5 separate regions of the Sus scrofa genome follow, and all the other regions are linked to region 1. The links are chromatin contacts, called in public HiChIP or PLAC-seq and promoter capture Hi-C maps. All regions are on one chromosome and are shown on one strand. Each heading gives the region's core, a stretch centred on a gene start, on an enhancer-like site or on the middle of the called end of the contact. The rest is flanking DNA. Distances are from core to core; before and after follow the strand shown. Region 1 holds the start of CXHXorf38. Region 2 holds the start of GPR34 (probable G-protein coupled receptor 34). Region 3 holds the start of NYX (nyctalopin). Region 4 holds the start of DDX3X (DEAD-box helicase 3, X-linked). Region 5 has its middle 74 kb from the start of DDX3X.

What was found. Promoter capture Hi-C pulls out the DNA fragments that hold promoters and counts their contacts. HiChIP or PLAC-seq counts read pairs in DNA pulled down with a chosen protein or histone mark.
Region 2: a contact with region 1 is called in an H3K27ac HiChIP or PLAC-seq map of alveolar macrophages. The contact joins the promoter of GPR34 here to the promoter of CXHXorf38 in region 1. A contact is called at or near these places in 1 of 5 promoter capture datasets (fetal skeletal muscle), 3 of 47 Hi-C or Micro-C datasets (embryonic fibroblasts, fetal heart ventricle and fetal skeletal muscle) and 1 of 2 datasets of contacts at active chromatin or transcription factors (alveolar macrophages).
Region 3: an H3K27ac HiChIP or PLAC-seq map of skeletal muscle shows a contact between it and region 1, with 4 times the contacts expected there. The contact joins the promoter of NYX here to the promoter of CXHXorf38 in region 1. A contact is called at or near these places in 1 of 5 promoter capture datasets (liver) and 2 of 2 datasets of contacts at active chromatin or transcription factors (alveolar macrophages and skeletal muscle).
Region 4: a contact with region 1 is called in a promoter capture Hi-C map of liver, with 8 times the contacts expected there. The contact joins the promoter of DDX3X here to the promoter of CXHXorf38 in region 1. A contact is called at or near these places in 3 of 5 promoter capture datasets (fetal liver, fetal skeletal muscle and liver), 2 of 47 Hi-C or Micro-C datasets (embryonic fibroblasts and heart right ventricle) and 1 of 2 datasets of contacts at active chromatin or transcription factors (alveolar macrophages).
Region 5: a contact with region 1 is called in a promoter capture Hi-C map of fetal liver, with 5 times the contacts expected there. The contact joins the enhancer-like site here to the promoter of CXHXorf38 in region 1. A contact is called at or near these places in 3 of 5 promoter capture datasets (fetal liver, fetal skeletal muscle and liver), 6 of 47 Hi-C or Micro-C datasets (embryonic fibroblasts, fetal heart ventricle, heart right ventricle and 3 more) and 1 of 2 datasets of contacts at active chromatin or transcription factors (skeletal muscle).

What each region holds. Positions count from the first base shown.
Region 1 is chrX:36,350,482-36,353,499 of Sscrofa11.1, forward strand. It overlaps CXHXorf38, which reads right to left and starts at 1,422. Exons shown (of 7, transcript XM_003135023.4): 1 at 1,090-1,422; 2 at 791-925. The coding sequence starts at 1,305.
Region 2 is chrX:37,305,049-37,308,066 of Sscrofa11.1, forward strand. It overlaps GPR34 (probable G-protein coupled receptor 34), which reads left to right and starts at 1,442. Exons shown (of 4, transcript XM_013986067.2): 1 at 1,442-1,574; 2 at 2,196-2,284. All of the region lies in intron 5 of CASK (peripheral plasma membrane protein CASK), which reads right to left.
Region 3 is chrX:37,078,654-37,081,671 of Sscrofa11.1, forward strand. NYX (nyctalopin) reads left to right here and starts at 1,544. Exons shown (of 5, transcript XM_003360273.4): 1 at 1,544-1,678.
Region 4 is chrX:36,988,588-36,991,605 of Sscrofa11.1, forward strand. DDX3X (DEAD-box helicase 3, X-linked) reads left to right here and starts at 1,494. Exons shown (of 17, transcript NM_001246203.1): 1 at 1,494-1,538. The coding sequence starts at 1,494.
Region 5 is chrX:36,914,970-36,917,987 of Sscrofa11.1, forward strand. No RefSeq gene overlaps it. Among named protein-coding and RNA genes, the nearest start is that of DDX3X, 74 kb to the right of the region's middle. Within about 2 kb of position 1,447, at least 22 of the 83 cell types and tissues checked have an H3K27ac peak or open chromatin away from gene starts, as enhancers often do. A contact at or near this core is called in embryonic fibroblasts, fetal liver and retroperitoneal adipose tissue, where this site is marked.

The DNA.
Region 1 (3,018 bases), core at 172-2,671:
CGCAACCTCATGGTTCCTAGTGGGGTTCATTAACCACTGCGCCATGACGGGAACTCCCTGTAACTTCCTCTTTTTTAAAGTTGGGAACAGAGGATGGCCCAATGCTGCACCATAGCAGATGAGTGGGGACTCTGATTCCTGCTTCCCAGGCACCAAGCCTGCACCTGCTGGAACCAGCAAGTAGACTGACTCCAAAAGTAAATTTGTGTTAGGAGGCTACTTTGACTGCCCCTCCTCACCCCCTACTGGGCTTCTGGCAATTATCAAAGAGTCAAAAAAATTCTTCCATCAGCCTGGCTAGTAAGTCACTTCACCAAGATCTGACAACAGACCCAAAAGCCCCTTTTCATCTGGCTGCCTACCATACCCCTGCCTCCCCCAGATTTTATTCCTTAGCTAGCTAGGCACTTAAGGTTCTTTCTATTTTAGCTTTAACTTCCCCTGACTCATTTTGCCATCCTCTCAGCAACCTACAGACAAAATGAGCTCTTCAGGGGGTTACCCTCAAAAACGCCTTGCCTGCTTCTACCTCTGTGCCTGTGCCCACGATGCTCGCTCTACATCTTGCCCCAGCGTCTCTTGCTGAAATTTTTCACTAAGATGCGTTGGGTCCAATATAACAGCCCGGAACCGCCCAGACACTAGACCCTTGATCAAAAACCCAAATCTCTGTGTCTGCATCTGTACATGGGACCCCAGCTTCCACATAGACCCGACAGACGCCCTGGGCTCCAGGTAACCCCTACCTGGTGCGCCAACTCCTCCTTCCCTCCCAACCGCAGAAGCTTACCTTGGCCACCTCCCAGGCGTCGACCGGCCAGCGGCCCGGCCGGCAGTTTCCCCAGTGGACATCTCCATTTCTGTTGGTGTGATGTTTCAAAATTTCCCGTTTCCACTCTGCGCACACCTGACACTGAGGCTGAAACTATAGGGGTCGGAGATGAGGAGGGACCCGGGAGGGAGGGGCATCTGGGCATCTGAGCCTCATGCACTGCGGTCGGCCCCGCCCCGAGGAAGGCAAGGGACACTGCGCCCGGAGAAGGGAACGGGAAGAGGGACCGTGGTCAAGGCCCGGGACCAGATGCTCACCTGGCGGGCACGCGGGCTGCACCGCGAGACGCTGCGGCAGGTGGCGTGGGGGCCCAGGCCGGGGGCGGCGGCGAGCAGGCCGCGGTGGAAGGCGTGCACCTCGCGGCTGACGAAGCCCTGCAGGCAGCCGCGTAGCAGCAGCAGGCAGTGGCCTGCCTTCACCCAGTTCTTGTACTCGGTGCAGTTCAGGCGCGCGGCCAGCTCGGACAGCACCATATCGGCATCGGGACCCGTGGGCCACGGGGCAAGGGGTGGGGCGCACGGCCATGCGCAGGCGCAGAAGCCTGGGAGCGCCTGGGGCAACGGCGCCGTCGTGGGGCGTGGCCCAGGCCGGCAGTGCCTGGAACCCCGCCCCCGCCCCCCCAGGCGGGGCGTTCTAGTTTCCGGGGCTTATCGGCCCCGCCCCAGCCCTAGGTATCAGCAGACGTGTATCTACTTGCCCAGATAGGCTGTACCTGAAACTCTTACCGCCCTTCTCTGTTCCCCCAAACTGAGTCCTCACCAGCTGACTCAGATTCGACTCTCCCGAAGTCCCTTTTTTTTTTTTTTTTTAATTGTAGAAATGTAGACCGTGTTTAAGGCACAGGCCTTGAATTAAACATGTTCCTCGCCTTACACAATTCTAGGGAGTTTACTTAACAGGTTCCTAAGCCCGCCGATTGGCTGTAGCTTGCTTATCTGGACATTAGCGAAACTCGACCGCTGGGTGCCTGGGCCGCGCACCTGTTACGCGCCTGCACCGTGCCAAGGTGACACAAAGCTCAAAAACACCTGCCATTGGGCCACCTAGCCGAGGCAAACAGGACGACACAATCGCCCCCAGTGAGACAAGGACTTCTTCCACTATGGTCCTGAAGCATGGAGCTTAGGTGGTGATGATTTAGTACCCCTGGTTGTAGGATAATTATAGAGCTCCTTGCATAAGGTAATCTGAGTTAAATTTTAAATAAGTGCCAGGAGGGTCATAAGGCAATGGCTTGTCAACTCCAAATGACAAGGGGTCACCTCAGTTTTAGTTGCTTTTAGTGAGCTTCTTGAGCTTGGAAAACATGTTAAAATTGTGTGTAGTCAAAAGGCTCCGAGGGAAGAGTCTAAGCACTGAAGCCTTCCCCTGACTTTGTGTTTCACAGCGAAGTGTTAGTTTTTAGGAGTGCTAGCTCTGGCCTCAAAATGCTGCTTGTCTTGGCTGTTTGATCTTAAGCAGTCTTAATCTGATCTCAGCAAATTAATTCATTTCTCTGGGCCTCAGTTTATTCATTGGTAAAAGGAAGCCCACCCCACCGGGTTTTTTTGACAGTACACGCTGAAATACTTAGAACAGTGCCTGGCAATAGTAAGTTCCCAGGAAATGTTAGCTATTATTTTATATTGACCTAAATGTGCCCTTTCATCAGTCATATTCCTGGGCAAGGTATTTTAACAAATCACTGGCCACCTGGAAATGTGCAGCACAATGCTAGCTGGCCTCTGCTAATTTTTCCTTAAAAACCTCAACACTAAATCCATCCCAAGTAAATTTCAAATCACTCCCTTAGACACTCTATTCTCATTAAACCAAATGAAAAAGGAAACTCCACAAGGAAGAATGAAATATACATTAACATTTTTCCTTTCTGTCCTTTAAGGTCCCTGAATATAAGTCCTTATAATTTTCTGCGTATTGATTTTATATCAAGAACACTTGGATGAGAGTAAATTGGATTAAAGTAAAATGTAATAGGTATTTCTTCTGAGGAAGAAACCGTGAGAGAGAAAGGAGCAAGTTTTTATGCTGAAATTGGACCCACAGTTATTTATTTATCTTTGGTCTTTTTGTCTTTTTAGGGCCACATCCATGGCATATGGATGTTCCCAGGCCAGGGGTCCAATCAGAGCTGTAGCCGCGGCCTACGCCACAGCCACAGCAACACCAGATCTGAGCCGCATCTG
Region 2 (3,018 bases), core at 192-2,691, 950 kb after region 1:
AAGGAAATCCTGTCACATGGTACAATATGGGTGAACCTCCAAGATATTATGCTAGACAAAATAAGCCAGTCATAAAAGGAAAAATACTATGTGAGCTGACTCAAATGAAATATCTAAAGTAGTCAAAACTCATAGAAAGCAGAAAGGTAGTTGCGAAGGGTGGGGAAGAGGGAGTGGGAATTAATGTTTAGTGGATATAAAATTTCAGTTTTGCAAGATGAAAAATTTCTAGATATACGCACAACAATAAGTATATTTAACACTACTGAACAATATAAATATACTTCATAGAGGATAAATATATCAATATAAGTATATCTGCACAATATAAACATACCTGACACTACTGAACTGTACATAAAAATAGTTAAAATGGTTAATTTAATGCCATGTGCTTTTTTTTTACAATATAACACACACACACACACACACGAAATGCCTCCCAGGCCAATTCAATAATCATCTTCCTTCTCAGAAGTTCTAGGGGAAGCAGAGTATTTTTATTCTAGAAATTTAAAAATACTCTGTCCCATGTGTCATATTTATAATAAACTAAAAGCTCTGGAGAATATGATAAAAGAGTGTATGTACCCAGAAATAGTTAGAATATTAGATAAAGCCCAATGAGTTAAATATTATTTAGTGTAAAATAAACAAAGCTGCAGGGTAACAATTACAGAGAATATAAAACTAACTTTTCTTCATTCTAGATGACAACAGAAAAGAGGAAATGACATTAAACTGCAGGGCCAGCAGTTACATAGATGGACAGATAGCGGTTAAATGCTGGACTAGGACCAAAATAAACACTGCAGATTTACTTCATCATCTTCCTTAAAATATAGGAGATATTGCAATTTACTTGGAAGAGTTTATCCTAGTGATAAAAAGGAGAAAATACCATCACAAATTTCATCTAGTCCTAAATTTGTAAGATTATTTTAGAAAAAATAATCCAAAGTCTTAAAAGAATACATGAAAATATACTAAAATAGCATACTGATCAAAGCTCTTACAAATTAAATAATAAAATAATTCATTACTCATGTTACTATAATGCAATACAGGAACACCATTTTATATAAATAACTTCAATTTCTAAAATGAATCCAGAAGGAGAAATTAAATGCTTGTGCTTTAAAAGTCCATGCAGCATATCATGTATTATTTCTAAGGAAAGCTAGAAAATGCGTATTTCTGCTTGGAATTTACAAAACTTCTTTATTTGGGGGGATAAGGGACACTTTCCACAACTGTTCAGGTGGAAGGTATTCATATAAAAGACATAAATAATTTTCTAAAGTTAAAGTGTTCATTTAGCTTATAGATAGAGTTGTTGCATAGTGGTGGGGCTTTTTAATATTTTCACAAAGAGTCTGAGAGCTGTCATACTGAAAAAAGAAAGAAAAGAGAAAAAAACACACCTATTACCACATGCAAATGTAAAAAAAGGAGACAACCCCAACCAATTGCACCACGACCGGATGGAGGAGTCCAGCTGACACACCAAGACGAGTCTCTGTCTCTAGGGAAGCTTGGGGTTCAGCTCCTTTTATTTCGAGAGAACCTGAACTGTGAGTATGCCTTGATTTCAACTGCATAAATGATGCTTTTTTTTTGGTTACAGTTTGATTATCTGGATATTAAAAATGAAACCTGCTTCATGGTGACTAGCAACAGTTGCTTCTAGAACCCTGAGTAAACTGCTTGAATGATACCTCTGCCTTGACTTGACTTGAAATGAGGCTGTGTCTTCTTAGTTACTTGAAGTACTTTAGGATGCTGGAGGTATTTAAGCTCATACTATCATATTGCTACATTGTTTATACTGTATTTTGTATACTGCCACAAAGACTTGAAGATCTACTTGAATAAAAAGTTATTTTCAAATGCAACAAATTTTATTTCCAGAGGATAACTGATCTATAACTTGTTAACTTTAAGTTATGCTGTCTCACTGTTTTCAATAATATTTTTTTCCTATTTTATCATTTCTTTTTTATGGTAATTACCAGACCCATTAAATTTTAAGTTTCATGTTTCAGAAGTTAATACAGTGAATATTAAAAAACAGAAAAAGTGAAATACGCTTTGATAATTCACTTGGATTAAGCAAAAAAAAATTTTAGCCAGTTATACTTGTAACAATACCTAAGTACTACTAAAATGCTTTCAATCTTCATTTTTGTATGCAGCAAGTACAATTTTTGAAGCATGGCCTGAATGATTCAGTCATTATCAAGTCAAACTACAAATGTAAAAGGCTGCTACCACTGCCAAACAGGTATGTATTTTAACATAGCAATATGATGTTTTCACAAACATACCCCAACTGCATTTAAAAAGCTTTTGCTCATTGGAGGTCACAATGGAATCTGCTAGGTCCTGTGTTCCAGTACAGAAGCTCCTATAGGAGCCAGCTGAAAACTACCGCGAGGGGAGGGTGGTGCTGGTGGATACAATGAAACACTAACACAGGGCTGTGAATTTCAGTATTTGTCAAGTAACAACATTAAAAACCATTAACCATCTTCTATCAGAAAGCCACTGTGACCATTTCACATGAGTCCCAACTAATGTCCCCTGGGAAATTGGTCCACTATGTGAACGCAGTAGTTTGTTTTTTAAATTCCAATTCTTAACAAATCAAGTAAGTAGTTTTTAAAACATCAATAAATGGCCTTAGGAACAGTCAGTGACTGACACATTGTAAAGGAGGCAAAAATCAGCCACTTGTTCAATCTGTGAATTTATTAATAAATGACTGGACCCTAGCCATCCAATGCAGGGTTCTAAATGATGGACTCTATTACTATTTAAACAAATTCACTGCTTTTGCTTTGTTCTCTTTGAGCTTGAAAATAAAGCAAAACCAGAACGGTTTATTGGTAATCTTGTCCAACTATTATTTATTTATTCTGCATCCAGATTAGAGCTGAGGCAAATGGTTTTAGGCTCTGTGCTTTGGTGCTAACAGCTTTCTGGAAACGTCTTGATTATGGCTATGAGACCTAGAAG
Region 3 (3,018 bases), core at 294-2,793, 730 kb after region 1:
TACCTTTGGTGGTTCTTAATGTATTTCTCCAATCCTCACATTTCTTTAAATGGTAGCAAAATCTGTAGGCTTGATTAGCTTCAGGTTCTTTTTCTTTTTCTGTCCCAAATACTTCAATGGTAGTGCTGTATACTTTCTATTATGTCACATCAAGAGGTGCCTAATGTCTGGTTGTGCCATTTGGGGGGCATGTTTAAAAATGATCTGTAGGATCTATGATTCATTGCAAATATGGTGATTTCCTCATTCTATCACTTCCACATTTATTAGCTGTGATTTTTTTTTTTTTGTCTTTTTAGGGCCACACCTGAGGCATATAGAGGTTCCTAGGCTAGGGGTCAAATTGGAGCTGTAGCTGCCAGCCACAGCCATAGCCACAGCCACAGCAATGTGGAATCTGAGCCACGTCTGAGACCTACACCACAGCTCACGGCAACGCCGGATCCTTAACCCACTGAGCAAGGCCAGGGATCGAACCTGCATCCTCATGGATACTAGTTGAGTTTGTTAACCACTGAGCCATGAGGGAACTCCTAGCTGTGATTCTTTTTTGGCCGCGCCAATAGCATGTGGGGAGTTTCGTGGGCCAGGGTTGACGAGGTGCCACAGCTCAAACTGAGCTGCTGCAGTGACAATGCCAGATCCTTGACCCACTCTGCAAGGGAACTCCTAGCTGCGATTCTTTTATTAGGAAAAACTTTCTCTCAACTGGTATATTTAATTACCTTGAAATACAGCCCATAAAGGAAAGACAAGGTAAATTTCCTTTTAGTTATCACCTTTCAAAATAGTGCCCTAGTAACCTCCACCGTCTACTGATGAGAGTTTTTCACAAATCACTATAAACTCATAGATTTAACAAATACATTTATTTCATTTGATGCGTTTCAACTCATTACATTCACTATTCTTATTGATGCTTGTCCCAGCTTTGGCCAGTGGAACCACTCGACTTTCCTTCTACTCAAATATCTTTGATGTCCTCTCTTCTGTCATAATAAGATGTTCCAGGATCATGTTGTACTTTGCCTGCCTCAGACCTGGAAGCTGCCTTTTCTTCAAGGAGCTCTGGTTTCTTTTTCCGAGAGATGAGAAGAGACCTAGTTTTGATGCAATGTAAAGAGCCGTGATTTCAAAAGAGGCTCTGAGGAGGTGTATCTTTGGGCAGCGTTTGTTGAGTGACACAGCAGGAAGGGACCCTAAGCCAGCTCTTCACTTACAGATGAACAAACAGGGTGTTAGCCACCATCAGAGCTACATGGCCGGGTCAGGAGGGCAAGGCTCTGGCAGACCCTCCCTGCGGTGTGACCTTTGGCAGGTCAAGCCCTCGCCCTGGCATCCCTTCCAGCCGGATATTCTGCGGCTCCAGGTGCGTGACTAACGTTTCCGGCACAGACGCACCCTGGGACTTTCCCGGCCCTGCCCCGCCCCGCGGAGCTGGAGAGAGTGGCGTTCGGGGGCGGGGGAGGGGGAATGGGCGGGGCCCCCGGCCTGGGAGCCGCCCCGCCCGGGCTCCAGAGCCTCAGCGCCCCCTGGCGACTGCGCTGGGCAGGGCGGGGCTGCTCGGGGGCGGGGCTCAGCGCCCGGCGGCTCCGCCTCTTCGCCCCCAAAGGGTGGGGCCGGGAACGGCGGATGTCTGCAGGAGCTGCAGAGGTTTCGCAAGGACGTGACCCTAAGGGTAAAAAACCATTGTGTCACGCGTGGTTGCTAACCGGGGTTAGCGAGCTGAACTAGTTCTCTGACGCCTGGGGAGGGAGGGGTCCAGGGAGGGCTGGGCCGAAACATCCAGATTGCCCCTCCATTAGCGCGGTGGCACACCCTGCTCCCCGCCCCCCCGGGGGGGGAACAGAAGAGGGCGCGAGCCCGCACCCCCTCTGTGCCCCAGCCTGTAGTTGGGGCGACACTATTCCTCCGGAGGTCAGCGGAATGAAGGCAGAGTTTTTCCGCCCTTTTCCTCTTCCCAATTCCAGAACCGGGCCCCATGGAGCTGGGTTTCGATTGGAAGGTGGAAATGAAAGGATGGGAGAAGCAGGGTGGTTCTCTCATAGAGAACAAAGGAGTTGGGTGCATTAGCCACAGACTGGGTTCAGCCAAGGTAGTTTAGGGGTGCCTGGCAGTATGGGGGTGGCTCTCTCCCAGTGGGGGTGGCCACGGAGATGGGGATCGATCGATCGTGTCCCTGTCTTACTAGGGCCCCAGAATAACCCAGGAACTGGGATGCTGGAGGACTGGGTCCTAGCTCTACTTCCTTTTAACTGTCACCCTGGGGAGCAGGTCACTTAACCTTTGTGGGCCTCACTTTCCCAACTTGAAGAATGCTGGTCTGGACTAGATTCTGGAATAGTTTCAAGTACTGTAAGGCATGGGGAGTGAGGGTGTCTGTCCTAAAACTGTGGAGTCAGAGAAAAAGGCTGGGCCAGGGGCCAAGGCTATCACACCCCAGTCCTCTTTCTGTAGCTCCCCATTCCCCATTCGCACTTGGGCTTCGTTAGCAAACACTTGTGCACCGCTGTTGCGTGCCAAACGTAGGCTCACCCCTGATGTTTGTAAGACCTGGGGCAAGTGTACACACGAAGGACCACATACCATGTGTCTAAATATTTAAAAGTTATAAATCAAGCTAACAAACTCTTAAATAAAATGCATTCTATCCTCCTACCTTGACAGATATACCTACATAAAAATAACAATCTGGAAGATCAGGTTCAAGTTTGGAATTCTTGTATTCCTCCACATTCTAAGCTAGAACGTGGTGGCACAGAGAGTAACTCCAGCTCAAGGGCTGTGGTGTGGCTTCCTGCTCTTCCTAACCTGTGTCCACCCCACACCCGGAGGACCCTTTCCCACTGCCCTTTAAGAGGCCACTTATGGACAGTGGTGGCACAGTCTACTGCTCCCCACCCCCCCACCCCCAGGAGGACAGACTAAGAAAAGCAGGTTCAGAATCTGTTGGGCAGGGAGTTCTGAGGTCCCAGGTATCCGAAACCCGGTGGGCATGTCCTTGGCACCTTGATTCCC
Region 4 (3,018 bases), core at 244-2,743, 640 kb after region 1:
TTCATGAGAACCGCGTACGAGCGGCTGCTTGCTGAAAGGCAGGGGTCCATTAGTAAACATGCATTTAAGGTTTTGCGGCACTGAGGCTGGGACTAGGGGTTGTCTGCTTAGGAGGGGGCCACAAGAAGGGGTTCCTCTGATGGCAGAAACCCGCTTCTTCCATTCCCCATTCACTGCAGTCGCCCGAGGGTAACCCCGACTCCCGACAGGTAATGCTGAAGACTTCTTCGGCAGGCCCAGATTGCGCCCAGCCACAAACACTCCCGACTCCCTAGGAGATCCTTTCTCCATCCCCAGGGTCCTCTGGGTTTGAGGGAGGCAGCACCGCGCCAGTGACCACCCGCCCAGAGCCGTTGGATGCCCTGAAGGAGGAAACTCCGGGCCTGGGTGGGCGGAGGGCCGGGGTCCCTGGAGGGTGCGCTACCACCCGCCTAAGTTCAGCGAGTGATTGTCTCATTGTTCCCTCACGGCGGGGGGCGGGGACGCGCGCAGGAGCGCGCTCGCGTGGGGTGGGGGTCGGCGGTGTTGGTAGAACAGGAGGGGCTGTGGCGTTCCTAGGCGGCGGCCCCGCTGCCTAGGCAACCGCGCGGTAAAAGTGTGCCACCACCAGCGCGCGCCGCCAGCCCCTCCACTTCCTCCCCCGGCGAGGTCGCCATCCCGCCCTCTTCCCTCCTCCTTTTCCCTTTCCTTCTCTTCTCCCTCTTTCCTCCTCTTTTCCCCTCCTCCTCCCTCTCTCCCCTCTTCTCCCCTGATTCCGCGCACTCTATTTAAAACGACGGTTTCCTGCTCCCCAAAATGGCCTCCGCGTTCGACACCTGCGATCACATGACCCGTCGTCCCAGGGGCTTTGGGCCTCTCTTTGCCTAACTCCGATTTCGGAGCGGCTGCCCGCGAGAAAGCGAGAGCTGATCAGTTTGGAGAAGTCTCACAAAAGCTCCAAGTCCGGGGGACTGGGAGGGAAAGAAGAGAGAGAGAGAGAGATAGAGCGCGCCCTTGAAAGAAAGGAACAGGGAAAACTAGAGACCTTGGGGAAAGAAAGAGGAAAAGGCCGGGGTTGGATTTTAAGGTCTGCTAGCGGGCGAAACACTGGAGGTGACGAGTTCTCGCGAGACCTCGAGACCTAGACTTAGGCTAGGGTAAGAGCGGAGGACAGGGTAAGTGGAACTTCAGCGAACTAGGACAGTACTTGGCGCTCTGAGTGCCAAGGTAGGACGACGAGCTGGGGACACGACTGACTTGGGAAATCCCGCGAGGTTAGGGCTAAGTGAGCGCGCAGTAGCTAGGCAGAAATCGTAGCGGCGGGAGGAGTGCGGGTGTGAGAGGGAGGGCACACGTCTTACGTGCTGACGTAGCAGTCGTTCGGGCGGGTATATTAGATCCGTGGCCGCGCCGTGCGCCTCAGAGCCGCAGTTCTCCCGTGAGAGGGCCTTCGCGGTTAACCAAACACACTAGCTCAGCAGCGGAAGACTCCGAGTTCTCGGTACTCTTCAGGGATGAGTCATGTGGCGGTGGAAAATGCGCTCGGGCTGGACCAGCAGGTGAGCAGCAAGGAGCCGACCGGGGTCGTTGCCGCTTGAGTCCTTCCCCTGACCTAAACCTGGCTTGTGGCGCAGCGCTAGTCGGCACCCTCAGTTCCCATTTTCGGGGTCCCCCGGGCTGGCGAGTGTGAATGTCCCGGGGCTGTGGGGGAGCGGGAAGGGGACAGGAGTGTAGGTTATGGCTGTCGCTGGGGCCGGGACCCCGGCTTGGCCCGCGGTATTGTCCCCGGGCCGAGCACAATGGCGGCTTTTGTGTATGCGTGCGCTGGCGGGCGGGGGGGGGAGGGGCGCGCGCTCTCGCGGAGGCGCGCGCACCTCGACTGCCTAGTGACCCGCCGGTGTGGGGAGAGGCTGCGCAGAGGTTCGCGAATAGGGGACCTTTTTAAGGCCCGGAGGGCTCAGCCGTGCGCGGCTCGTCAGAGACGCGGGCGGCGTTGGCGCCTGTGTGAGTGGGTGCGCGCGTGCGAGCGGGAGGAGGAACGCGGCCCTGGAATGTGGGAGGGGGCGGCGCGGGGGCGGGAGGGGGGTGGCCTCCGCTCGGGGTAATGGCGGCGGCCTCCTTTGTGTGGTGTCGGGTGGCTGGGCGGCGCTGCGGCCCCCGAGCCGGAGCGGCCCGGCCCGCCGCGGGCCCGGAAGCGAAGATGGAACGGGCATCTTGTTCCTCTCCGGCTTCCTTCCGCCGGCCTTTTTCGCTCCAGCCCGGTTGTCGCAGGCCCGGCGCCGTGGCTCGCGCGGCCGCGTTTCCGGAGTGGAAAGTTTTGTGACGCAGAAGATTCGGGGAGGGGGAGGGGAGGGAGGAACGGGCCGCTGCGTGCGCGGTGGCGCCGGGCTCCGGAGATCGCGGTTGAACGCGGTGGGAAGACGTCAGGGAGGTTCGGGCTCCGGCGCCGCCCGTCCCTCCTCCCTGGCTCCTGATAGTCACGGTGGCGATTTAGCCAGGGCGGCGCGCTGTTTTGGCGGGGGGAGGGGGAGTACCACGGGTTGTATGAGTGTCCTCGGGTCAGTGACGTTTGATCCGGGAGTCGGCCAGAGGAGGAACCCCTGGAATTGTGGCTTACGGAGAAATGATGAACAGTTTTGTTTGCTGCCCGTGGAGTGGAATTTCGAAATAGGTCAGAGGCTCCGGGTCTTTCGTCTTAACTGAAACCCCCTCTTCGAAGGGTTTAGAGGAGTACGCGGGATCTGAGAGCAGAGGGGTTCTGGGCTGCGGTGGCTGGGTATCTGCATCCCTCCGCAACAGTAGGTAGCTTCTCTCTTCAGAGAAGCTCTTTTAAGTGGGATGCTTGTTGCTTTCAAGTAAACTGCCTATCACGAACTCCAGAATTCTGAACCTGAGTGACACAAATGAATTGTTGTATCATATGTTTTTAGCGATGTAACGATCTTTTTTTTTTTTTTTGAGCGTTTTTTTCCCGTTAATGGATCAATTATATTAAATCCTTCAGATTTCTAACGTCCCATGTTAAATGGAGCACAAAGA
Region 5 (3,018 bases), core at 197-2,696, 560 kb after region 1:
TACTTCACAAGTGGTTAAAATGGTGCCTTTTATGTTATGTGTGTTTTCACACACACAGTGCATGCTCTCCCTGCGTGTAGCTAAAAGGAGCTCTCACACACACCCCCATTGCTTGGTACACACTGGTTCTGTGCACAACCTCCTGTACCCTCTCTGTTTGGCCAGCTCTTCCTGCCATCTATTTACCCCCGGGTCAATCAGCAGTGATTGATTTATTTGGCCAGGCCTGTGACACGTGGAAGTTCTAGGGCCAAGGATCGAACCCGCACCACAGCAGTAACCAGATCCTTAACCCACTGAGCCACAAGGGAACTCCAATCAGTAGGGTTTAAACTAAGCACTGCACTAAGCCACAAAGGAATGCCACAGAGGGCCAGGCCGGGCAGCCTCCCACAAGGGGCCCAGGGCTGTCCCCGGGCTCAGCTGTGGGGACTGACAATTGTCACGGTCATCAGAGTGACTTTCTCACCCAAGTCCTTTGCTTCCGCCTCCTCGCTCCACCCCTTCTACCCACACGTGGGAGGAGGGGCTTTACTGTCTCCCAGAATCCCCTCTCGCACCTCAGGCCCAGGGGTCCAAGATAAAAATCTCTTGAAAATATTAGCCATTTCCACTGGTCCCTAGTCGAAGCCAGTCACCTTCTAAGGGGGCCGCAGGGCAGGATGGGTCCCTCTCCCAGTGTATGGCCTGACCTTCGCATGGAGGTTCCAGTGAACCCCACCAGATCCTGCCACCCAGCCTAGGGCGGTGCCCCCAACACAGGCCCTCCACGCCTGGAGCCCTCAGAGCAGCAGCCTGGGAGGCACGGAGCCTTGCTCTCTAGCGCCGCTCACAGCACCCCAGGATCTCCTACTGAGCACTCCCTCCCGGTCCCAGACCCCCTACATCAAGATCAGGAGTGTCCCATGCACTTCGCAAGCACGAGGGCTGGCTGAGTTCCCCGGGGGAGCCCTGGTGGCAGGAAGGGCCCCTCCCAGGCCACAGCAGGGGTCACAGCTCTTTGCTACCCACGGGGAACCAGCTGGCTGAGGCTCCTGCCGCATCACAAGCAGCTCTTCAAAAGTAGGCAAGGCCCTGGAGCTCTGCTGTGCAAAGCATCGACAGCCTCCGTCGCCTTGGCAACCGCCTCCCCCGCCCCCCACAAGGTCGCCTGGGCACTGCGACGGGGGTGTGGTGCCCTCTAGAGGCCGCAGGCCGACACAGCGGGGGACCAGGACCGGGTGGGCGCCAGAGAGCCCTTCGCGCGCGTGGGAGGCAAAGACCAAGGTGCTGGACCAAGGCGGACGGAGAGGGGAGCGATCTGTTCAAGGTCACGGGGAGACAGATCCAAGCCTTCCTGAGCCAGCCTTTTGGCATTCCGCTGCCGCTTGTCAAGGAAGGAAAACAAAACCTCCCTCACAGGCTCGTACCTCCGGGGAGCTGATGAAGCTTAGCGGCAGGATCCCTCATTTTGCAGAAGCCCCTTGACGGGGCCCCAGCAATGCAGTCACGTGCTCGTCCGTGTTGCCACAGTGTGCGGAAGCAAATTGCACATTGGTTAAGATCTGTATTGAATTGTCATTGGTTAAGATGGCTCTCTCCCCACCCTGGTCAGACTTCCCCTCAGGTCCTGACACCTGGGAAGCTGGCGGAGAGGAAGGTGAATTGGGGATACACTCTACTGAGCCCTCAAGGGGATCTGTTTACATAGGCGGTTATTACTGGCCACCCCGGGGTAGGAATGACTTCCAGGAATAATCCCACTGCCCACCTGGCATCATGACTAGAGCAGCTGGGATGTGGGAGGAGGCGGAGGAGAAACAAGGTTTGCAACGCACAGAGCCGGAAGCTGGTCTGTAGGAAGTTCTCCCCATCAGCAAAAGCCTAAACTTAGGAGCAGCTCAAAATGGGAGTTTTTCCTGTCAGGCGGATCATCAATAATGCAGTGACTATAATTGCAAACTCCCCATAAAATGAAATTGTTTTTCAAATGTGTCCATATATAACCAGTAGAATCGATTCTGGCGTGGAGAAGTAAATTGCAACAACATTTCTTTCAGATCATACCAAAAGAGAAAGGGAGAAATTTTGTTTTTTCTTTTTTCCGGCCGCGCCCAAGGCAAATGGAAGTTCCCAGGCTAAGGGTGGAATTGGAGCTGCAGCTGCTGGCCTACACCACAGCCACAGCCAGGGCAGATCCGAGCCACATCTGCAACCTACACCACAGCTCAGGGTAACGCTGGATCCTTAACCCATTGAGTGAAGCCAGGGATCGAACCCACATCCTCATAGATACTAGTCAGATGTGTTTCCATCAAGCCACCACGGGAACTCCCAGAAATTTTGAATAAAGGTAATATGTGGGTTTGGAGATTGTTTCATCATCTGCTTTAAAAAAAAAAAATGGAGTATGTGAACACTTTGGAAAAATATTTAATTTCTTGCTGATTTGACCAAAATACCAACAATGGAAATAACATAAACCTCATAATAGATCTCTACATGTCACTGAGGTCAATTTGGCTGAGTACTGTCAATTCAGAGTATTTCAGACGGTCTCTAAACATATTCAAATCCTTGATAATGCCCAGAAATTTTACAACTTTTGTATGAAAAAAAAAACTTAACAGTTTCCCCCCCCATTTTTTTGGGGGGGTGGGAGAGTCTTTTTAGGGCTGCAGCTGCAGCTTATAGAAGTTCCCAGGCTAGGGGTCAAATTGGAGCTGCAGCTGCCGGCCTACACTGCAGCCACAGCAGATCTGACCCACATTTGCAACCTATACCACAGCTCACGGCAACACCGGATCCTTAACCCACTGAGCCAGGCCAGGGATCGAACCTGCGTCCTTATGGATACGAGTCAGGTTCGTTATCACTGAGCCATGATGGGAACTCCAAGTTTTCCCCAAATTTGACGGCAGTCTTAAAAATGTGCACAGCATTACTAATAACTAATTGCAAAGCTGAAATTCTTCTAAACCATCAATAATGAAAACCACATTCCCATCCACCATGCTGGAAGAAAATGAGAATGAATTC